3 separate regions of the Hordeum vulgare genome follow, and regions 1 and 2 are each linked to region 3. Evidence: chromatin contacts called from public Hi-C data. All regions are on one chromosome and are shown on one strand. Each heading gives the region's core, a stretch centred on a gene start, on an enhancer-like site or on the middle of the called end of the contact. The rest is flanking DNA. Distances are from core to core; before and after follow the strand shown. Region 1 holds the start of LOC123452311 (probable WRKY transcription factor 57). Region 2 holds the start of LOC123452312 (alpha-1,4 glucan phosphorylase L isozyme, chloroplastic/amyloplastic). Region 3 holds the start of LOC123452310 (UDP-glucose 6-dehydrogenase 4).

Region 1 (3,049 bases), core at 75-2,574, 180 kb before region 3:
AGATACATTCTTTTTTTTAAAGAAGGATTTCAGCAGCCTATGAAAAAAGCATCCGTATATAGACAAATCTAAGACAGGTAAGTTTGAGACGGAGGGAGTAGCAAATATATGCATGATAACCAAAATAACATCGAAGGCTCTTGCTGGTGGTGGCTTGGGGGGAGGGGTGTGGTCTAGTAGTAGTACGACAGCTGCAGCTGCTCTGACTAGGGTGGTGTGTGCATCGGCGGTCACCTATCGAACTTGTTCACCTTAATTACGAGGTGGCGCCTCGACGGTCATGTAGCTACTATTTCCCTGCTCCGCTGTTTGGGGCTATGCACATTGCAGATCAACAAGTTGATCTCGCGGGTGGCTACCGCCTGTGGCTACGGCGACACTTCGAACATCTCGATCGGGTCCATGCAGTGGTGGACGATGAAAATGCGGGAACGGGGGTGGAGAGTAGCAGCGATCAGAGGGGTGAGGGAAGGAACGTGCGGGATTTGGTGCGAAAGCAGGGTCGAACTTTCTAAATGTGTGGGCTCCTACTCGGATGTGGTTAGGGCTATGGTGTCAAAGTCCTACTTGGCAGAGGTCCAGACGTTTGTAAACCTTCCTCCGGTTTGGTTCTTCTGATTTGCGGAATTCAAACAGCTAGACGTGTCCATGGACATTTGTGAGACGGTGTTGGATGACACAAAAAGTGCATATGCCCATTTTACCGCATTCAAACTAGTGAGAGAATTACCGCTTGAAATAAGCGGTTAGCTATCTGAAAAGCAAACAACAACAACAAGTGAGAGAATTGGACTAACGTGGACATGCGCGTGGTCTGCATTCCCGATTTAACCACCACTACAAAAATAGAGAAAACCCAAATTCGAAAATAATAATTCGAGCATCACGGTTCCACCGCGCGCAGAGGAGACGCTGTTTTCGAATTTAATTACTCCTGCTTGATGATGGATGCTGAGTGCTGACCCCCTCGATGTATATAGCAGTTTAACGTGACACCGGCCGAAACGGCGCACCGTCTAGCTAACTCCCATCCCACCGATGATTGGTGCAATCCCATGGTTTGTTACTACTACACGAGATTTTACTATGCCATGTAGTAGTAATTTTAAGTACGCAAGTAGTAGTAAGTATAGTCGAGTACGCATGGAGTCGTATACTTGCGCTTGCGCTCTCTCTATCTGTGTGTCTGTCTCGCACCGGTCACCGGTGTCAAGTCGTGTGTCACCCACCAAGACGTTACCGACGGAGACCGCCGTGACCGAGACCGCGATCGAGCAAAGCTCCAAAAACCCGTTCTTTATCGACGCGTCTGCTCCGCCCCGCTCCGCACCAAAAACGATGCGCGACCCCAGTTGTTACTCCTCGTCCTAGCCTAGCCGCACCGTCCAGGCCACACGCTACAACTAGAACCAGCCCCAACAAGCGCCGGTGCAGTGCGTGCGCGACCAGTGTAGCCACTCTCTCTCTCTCTCGCAGCGAGAGCACGGACGGCAGCTAGCTTTGATCGGCCGGATCGGCGGGCCATGGCCGGCGCCGCGGGAGAGAGGCCGGAGGGGGTGGGCGGAGGCGGGGACTGGCCGCCGTTCGCCGGCGACGCCTTCGCGGAGTACTCCTCCTCGGTGTTCGCGGAGCTGGGCGGATGGCCGGACGGCCTCGGCGCGGGCACCGGGGAGCTGCAGTCGCTGGATCTGCCGGAGGCCAGCGCGTCCGCTTCGGTCCCGCTGGCGCGGCCGGACGAGATGCTGCCGGCCGCGTCCTCCTGCTCGAGCGGCGACGGCGCGCCCGCGGCCGCCACGGAGAACGCCGACAGGCCGCAGTCCGCCGCCGACGCAGCGTGAGTCAAGCGGCCGGCGCCGGTCCACCTCTCTCTCTCTCTCATCTCTGCCTCGCGTTGCTTGCGACATGGTTACGCGGATCGCGCGTCCGCGAGGGGCAATTCCGGCCGCGACGTGTCCACGCGGACGCGGATCCGCCGTGATTCGCGTGCGTACGTAGTAGAGTAGATCGTTCCCGGCCGGTCTCATTCTCACGCGGTTTCTCTTTTCAGTCCTCTTCTCTCTCTAACCTCCAAAAAAAAAAAAAAATCTTCTCCCTCCATTCACTACACCGGCGGCCTTTGGGTTCTTTGTTTATTCATCGCCCCCTTTCCCCGCGTACGTATTTGCTACGCCAATCGTATACGCGTACACATGTACTACTAGTACTTATTACTGCACCACGTACTTACTGCTGTACTGTTCAACAGCGAGAGCGCGCATCATGGCTTCTACTAGATCTGATCGTACGTTTTGCTCATGCTGCATGTTGATTTTCCAAACATGTTTGGGCTAAGGAGCATGCTACCAAGCAAGCCAGCGATTCCGGCCTATTTAGCTAACTATCCTCAAGAATTCAGTACATGGCTAACTAAGTGTGTATGTGTGTATGCGCGCAGGAGCATGAAGCCGGCGGCGGCGACGGCGACGAAGAAGGGGCAGAAGCGGGCGCGGCAGCAGCGGTTCGCCTTCGTGACCAAGAGCGAAGTCGATCACCTTGAGGATGGGTACAGATGGAGGAAGTATGGGCAGAAAGCCGTCAAGAACAGCCCTTTCCCAAGGTATCTCTCATCCATTGTCCATCACTTCACTTGTGTTGCTTAATGTTGTACTCCTATTATTATTATTTGCACACATGGCCAAGGGTAAAGCTTGTTTCTTATTTTGACGCACCGCCTTTTTCTCTCATAAAAAAAATGCATATAACCAGCATTTTCTAACGAAAAATCACGCGCAGTTTGTAACGATTAATTCAGGGTTTGCGTCTCTGGCTCTCTCATCAGTTAGTTGGTTGTTCCTGACAGTAATAGTATATATACCATACAAGATTTTCAATTGATTACCAATGCTCTCTTCATGTTTGGAAATGATTGCCGAACCCATGTACTACGTAGCAGCTATAGAATCTTTTGTTTCCCCAACCGGGCTTTACCCCATGTAGCTATAGAATCTGAAGGGCAGAGAGTTTACCCGTTGTAGTATATAGAATCCGAAGAGCAGATATGTATGGTGGT
Region 2 (3,011 bases), core at 440-2,939, 230 kb before region 3:
CTCGTTTACCGGCAAGTCTCTTTACTCGTTCCGTAATACAAGATCCCGCAACTTACACTAAGTCACATTGCTTGCAAGGCTTGTGTGTGATGTTGTATTACCGAGTGGGCCCCGAGATACCTCTCCGTCACACGGAGTGACAAATCCCAGTCTCGATCCATACTAACTCAATGAACACCTTCGGAGATACCTGTAGAGCATCTTTATAGTCACCCAGTTACGTTGCGACGTTTGATACACACAAAGTATTCCTCCGGTGTCAGTGAGTTATATGATCTCATGGTCATAGGAACAAATACTTGACACGCAGAAAACTGTAGCAACAAAATGACACGATCAACATGCTACGTCTATTAGTTTGGGTCTAGTCCATCACGTGATTCTCCTAATGACGTGATCCAGTTATCAAGCAACAACACCTTGTTTATAATCAGAAGACACTGACTATCTTTGATCAACTGGCTAGCCAACTAGAGGCTTGCTAGGGACAGTGTTTTGTCTATGTATCCACACATGTATATAAGTCTTCATTCAATACAATTATAGCATGGATAATAAACGATTATCTTGATACAGGAATTATAATAATAACTATATTATTATTGCCTCTAGGACATAATTCCAACAATATATGCCATCTTCCGTGTTTTATTCTTCTGGGCAGCGGTCTGTTATGCAAAACGTGGTCGCCGATATCTTCTAGTCTATATCGATGACTTTTCGACAACTGCATCTGCAAGCTCCTTAGTTTCAACAAGTTTATTCCACTGAGGGGGTGTTTCTTTACAGGGACTTTTTGCTGTAGGGACTAAAAAACGTCCCTTTTAGTCCCATGTGAAAGAAACAGGAGAGACTTTTAGGGACTAAAAGGGGGTATTTGGAACTAAAGGAAGAAGTCCCTATGGGAGGGACTTTTTGAGACTTTTTTGACACTTTTTACAACAGTGCCCCTACTTTTATCATGTCATTTAATAACTTCTAGTACATTACTAGGGGTAACATGGTCTTTTTACATGTCATTTAATGACTTCCAATCCCTATTTAGTCCCTGGAAAGAAACGGGTAGGGACTAGAGACTTTTTAGTTGGTATTAAAAAAAAAGTGCTAAGACTTCTTAAAGAAACAGGGCGTGAGATGGAAGTGCAGAGGCGGCAGCGAATTAGCTCACGGGGCACTACCGGTGGATGTAGGAAAAAGAAGGCATTTGACACCTCTCAAAACTATGAAGATGTAAATTTTAATTTCTAAGTGTTTTTGTGAGGATTTGTGCTATTTAATACTCCCTCAATTCCAAAATAAATGTTTTAATTTTGTATTATCTCTAATACAAAGTTATACTAACTTTAAGATACCTATTTTAAAACAGAGGAAATATATGCATTTTGCCTTTCTCACAAAAAAAACCCCTAAACCATCACACGAGGGGAAGAGCCATTCCCAGCCGTCCAATAAACACGACAAAAAGCTGTACAGCACGGGAGCAATTCCCAGCCGTCGAAATGCGCTGCAACGGAAGTAGCGCTCCCTGACACAGCGGCACATGAGCCACGCCTCGCACCACCGCACCGTGCACCGGCGCGGGGCCCACCGGCCAGCGTCCCCACACGCGTACCGGCGGCCAGCATTGCGCGGCACGGCGACGGAGAGATATTTTTAACGCCTTCCAGTTCGGAAGCGCCCCCCATCACTCACTCGGGTACAGGGCGGGCCGCGTGAGTCTCGCGTCGTCGCATCGCGCGCGCTGCACACCCACCGTCGTCAGCGCGGACCACCGGCGCCCCACCCAATGGCGACCGCCTCGCCGCCGCTCGCCACCGCCTTCCGCCCGCTCGCCGCCGCCGGAGGCAGCGGGGGGCTCGTCGTGGGCGCCGGGGCCGGGGCGGCGCCGAGGCGGGGGCGGCGGGGGCTCGTGGTGCGGAGCGTGGCGAGCGATCGGGAGGTGCGGGGCCCCGCCTCCACCGAGGAAGGTAAGCGGCCGCGCGCTCCCGTTGGCAGCGACGACACGGAATGCCGGTCGGCTGTAATGTGGTTTGGGTTCCCGCTGGTGCGGCCCGTGAATTCGTGATCCTCTGACTGATTGTGCTCCCGGGTTTCGGTGGCGCGGGAGCTTTGGGTGGGCGCGCGCATTGCTAATGTACTGCTCTAGGATTTGTTAGGGTTCAGAGGAAACTTAAATTCGCGAATAAACTTCAACGAATGTATTCTGAGTTTCTGAAGCTGGCTTAGTTTGGCGCGTCAAGTTAGAATGTGTATTTATGGTAGCAAATTCTGAGAAATTCTTCTATGCGTGGAGAGCCACCCCCCTGTGGATGCTGCAGCAAGCGCTAATATACTGTTTGCTAGTATCTGTAGCTGTAACAAAATCCTTCAAATCTGAACTAGCGAAATAAATATGAGATTTTTGCTGAAGATTATACAGTGTCAATATTTCTGAAGGTGGTTGGGACAGTATAGCACTTCAAACCAGCAACCAGCAGGATCAGTATACCGACTCATCTTTTTTTTCTGAAGGTGGTTGGAATACCGGTATCGTTTTTATAATTATTAAATTAAGGCGTAAGATTTGGTAGCAAAAACTATTTTCACCAGAAACGATGAAACATGGCACAATTCAACCTGAGTACCTGACTACCTTTTTTGATGAAAAGGCTATGGGAGCTCCCTTTCATTTATTAATTAATGGATAAAAAGAGAGGTGGAGGGTTCTAGTAGAATGCAAATGGTGATACAGTATATTATCTACTATTTTGTACAAGATTTTTCACACGAAAACAATATCCCATGCAGTTTTTTGTTTCGACTCTTGACTGTTTAATACCTACTCTTTATAAGGTTTCGGATCCTAATATTGCTGTTCTTGCAACTCAGAGCTTTCAGCCGTGCTAACTTCCATTGATTCTTCCGCCATCGCGTCAAATATCCAGCACCATGCAGACTTCACACCGTTGTTCTCGCCAGAGCACTCTTCACCCTTAAAGGCTTACCATGCAACTGCTAAAAGTGTTTTTGAT
Region 3 (2,961 bases), core at 64-2,563:
TTGAGAGCCTCGACGGCCTTCCTGCCCTCGGGGGTCTCCCGGCCACCGATGAGCACTCTGTCGGGCTTGAACAGGTCGTCGATCGCAGTGCCCTCGGCGAGGAACTCCGGGTTGGACAGGATCTGGTAGTTGATGCCCTTGCTGTTGTGGGTCAGGATCTTCTCAATGGCCTCTGCGGTCTTGACGGGGACGGTGGACTTCTCGACGACGATCTTATCCGACTTGGACACATCGGCGATCATCCGGGCGGCGCTCTCCCAGTAGGTGAGGTCGGCAGCCTTGCCGGCTCCCAGACCACGGGTCTTGGTGGGGGTGTTGACGGAGACGAAGATGATGTCGGCCTCGGCGACATGCTTCTCAACATCAGTGCTGAAGAAGAGGTTCTTGCCCCTGCAGGCCTTGACAACATCATCGAGGCCAGGCTCGTAGATCGGGAGGGTGTCGCTGTTCCAGGCGTCAATGCGGGGCTTGGAGATGTCGACGACCACCACCTCAATTGCTGGGCACTTGATGGCAATGACAGCCATTGTTGGGCCGCCGACGTAGCCAGCACCGATGCAGCAGATCTTCACCATCTTGGCTGCTTACAACCTGTGATGACAGCAAAGAATTGTTTTCAGAGGATTGAAAAACAGGGCATCTAACTAATTTCACTGCACATCTCAGACTCAGAGTAAACAGAAGCAATCAAGATTCAGATCCTTAAAGAGAAAGTATGTGACAGAAATGTTCATAGTTGAAGCTACAGAAATGTTCTAAGAAATCTTCTATCCAACTAATCCGGCAAATAAGCATGAACAGTTATGAGTAACAGCATGAACATCACAGCATGATCTAACTTTAGGTGAAAACGCGGTGCCTACTACTTCCGCAGACTGCATACAAGGAGCATGACAGACTGAACGGAGATCACACCAATCACCCGATCCACCGGCAGCGGCAACAGCCAGCAGGCCAAATGAAAAATTCACAGCACGGAGCACTACTACCCAAACCACTAACTAAATCAAGACAATGAATCTGAATCGAACACTCGGCCAGATCTGAAGACAGCAAGCACCTTCAGAGAAACCGAGAAAAGCACAACAGCCACAGCATGAAAACCATGCTCCTCGCAAAGATCAGGCACCAAAGCTACAGACTAAAACCGAAGGAGACGCTAACCAGATCAGGGGAAACTCTCACCAGATCTCAGCAACTCGGAGAAGATCTCGAGAGGAGAGGAGGGGCGCGCACTGCTGGAGGAAAGCAACGGAGGCGACTTCTTGGTATGCAGAGAAGAAGCTGCTGCCCACGAGTTGTATGCAGAGAGGGGGCTGCAACTCCTTATATACCCCTTTCAACCAAGCCACCAGGTTGGATCTACCCTGCTCTGGAAAATTAACCGCGTGAGGAAGGCCGGTCAGAAACCGGAATAAAATTTGAGTAGGTGTGAGTTGGTCTTGCAAGGCAAAGTGCCGCTCTCATGCCATCCATGAGCCCACCAGACTTGCGTTGATGGAAAAGGTTTCAGATGAGTCCATGACACACCACCAACCTCCTCACTCTAAACCAATCAGAGAGAAAAATCTAAACCAATCAGAGAGAAAAATATAGGAAAAATACCAGAGGTGTTAGAGAATAAATAAATAGCGTGTGATCAGATCTGAAGGTTCGGACCCTTTTCTTCATGTTATCTCTTGTTCAGTGTATGTATACATGCTACAAAAATACGGCCGGAGTGGCTGTGTACTCGTACCCCATGAACATGAACGAGGACATGGATGGTGTGGAGGAATAATTGGGGGCAAGCGACATTAAGTATTTTAGTCGATGGTCAACTATGGCAGCGGCAGAGTAATTTTGAGGACAAAATCACCTAGGATGCAGAAGTTACAGTGTTTGGTTGAGATGTAAGAAGTGCCAAGCTATGTCCAACCACTGGGAGCATGCGATGGAAACCTTCAAAGCCCAGACACGGTCAAAATCAGGAACCTGATGTTGGTGCCGTTGCTTGTCCCAACGATACTCTACTAATCAAAACATGTGTATAATAAACCACTTGCAATTTTTACTGATTAAAAACACAGCGGCTGAACCTTCCACGTGAAAGCTCCAGCATACATGACAGTACTCAGAATTAGACTCTGAATATAACCTATTTTCAAGAGAAGAAAGAGCGCAACCACGAAAAATACAGAATTGTCATGGTCCTACTCTTAAGTCACCGTCATCTGATTTTATTTTCTTTTGCAACAACAAGTCACTGTCAGCTGATTGCTATAACTAATAATAGACTAAGGAAGACTCCATCTTTCTTCCGACTTTAAGGCATCGTTTAGGAAAGACACTGAACGTCAGGGCACTTGTTTACACGGTCCAAGGTCAAGGGTTGTCACATGCTCTAGCTAGCAAGTCAACAAAAATCAGAACTTCCTCTTCTTATAAGTCAAATTTCTCAAGCACTGCAATGCATTATTTATGCACATCACATGAAAGAAACATATATATTCAAGCCATCATCAAAATACAAATCACAAGAAAGAAAACCGTAACATTATGAGTATGAGTTCCTTCAAGGTCAAGAAAGTCATAAGAAAACAAACAAAACAAACCATGATTAAAAGAACCTCCACTTCGGCTACCAACATCAGCAGCAATCACAACAACAAAATAAGGAGGGCCTCCCTCTAGAGTCGGAGACATTTTAACAAACACCGGATCTGCATCTCAAGCCAGCCCCCTAACCATAATCTAATAATGTAAGCAGCAGATCCACCGACATCGGAGCCACGGGCCGCCACCACCATCCCACACCCGATTCGGTTGGAACGAACGTACAGAGGCAACCAACGGGAGGAAAAGGCTGGTGGTGATCCGGCTTTGAGTGAGGCTCAAGCGAGCGCAATAAACCCCTCTAGTCTAGTACTGACTGGTAGACTTGTGCACCGGAAAAATTAGCGATCCGGTGGTGTCCAGGCG

The links. A called contact is a pair of places that touch in the nucleus more often than the background predicts.
Region 1: a contact with region 3 is called in a Hi-C map of leaf, with 2.9 times the contacts expected there. The contact joins the promoter of LOC123452311 here to the promoter of LOC123452310 in region 3. A contact is called at or near these places in 4 of 6 Hi-C or Micro-C datasets (leaf and seedling) and 1 of 1 datasets of contacts at active chromatin or transcription factors (embryo).
Region 2: a Hi-C map of seedling shows a contact between it and region 3, with 4 times the contacts expected there. The contact joins the promoter of LOC123452312 here to the promoter of LOC123452310 in region 3. A contact is called at or near these places in 4 of 6 Hi-C or Micro-C datasets (leaf and seedling) and 1 of 1 datasets of contacts at active chromatin or transcription factors (embryo).

Annotation. Positions count from the first base shown.
Region 1 is chr5H:529,690,448-529,693,496 of MorexV3_pseudomolecules_assembly, reverse strand. LOC123452311 (probable WRKY transcription factor 57) reads left to right here and starts at 1,324. Exons shown (of 4, transcript XM_045128953.1): 1 at 1,324-1,834; 2 at 2,435-2,596. The coding sequence starts at 1,524.
Region 2 is chr5H:529,739,815-529,742,825 of MorexV3_pseudomolecules_assembly, reverse strand. LOC123452312 (alpha-1,4 glucan phosphorylase L isozyme, chloroplastic/amyloplastic) reads left to right here and starts at 1,689. Exons shown (of 15, transcript XM_045128954.1): 1 at 1,689-1,967; 2 at 2,869-3,011. The coding sequence starts at 1,787.
Region 3 is chr5H:529,508,624-529,511,584 of MorexV3_pseudomolecules_assembly, reverse strand. LOC123452310 (UDP-glucose 6-dehydrogenase 4) reads right to left here and starts at 1,313. Exons shown (of 2, transcript XM_045128952.1): 1 at 1,186-1,313; 2 at 1-591. The coding sequence starts at 575.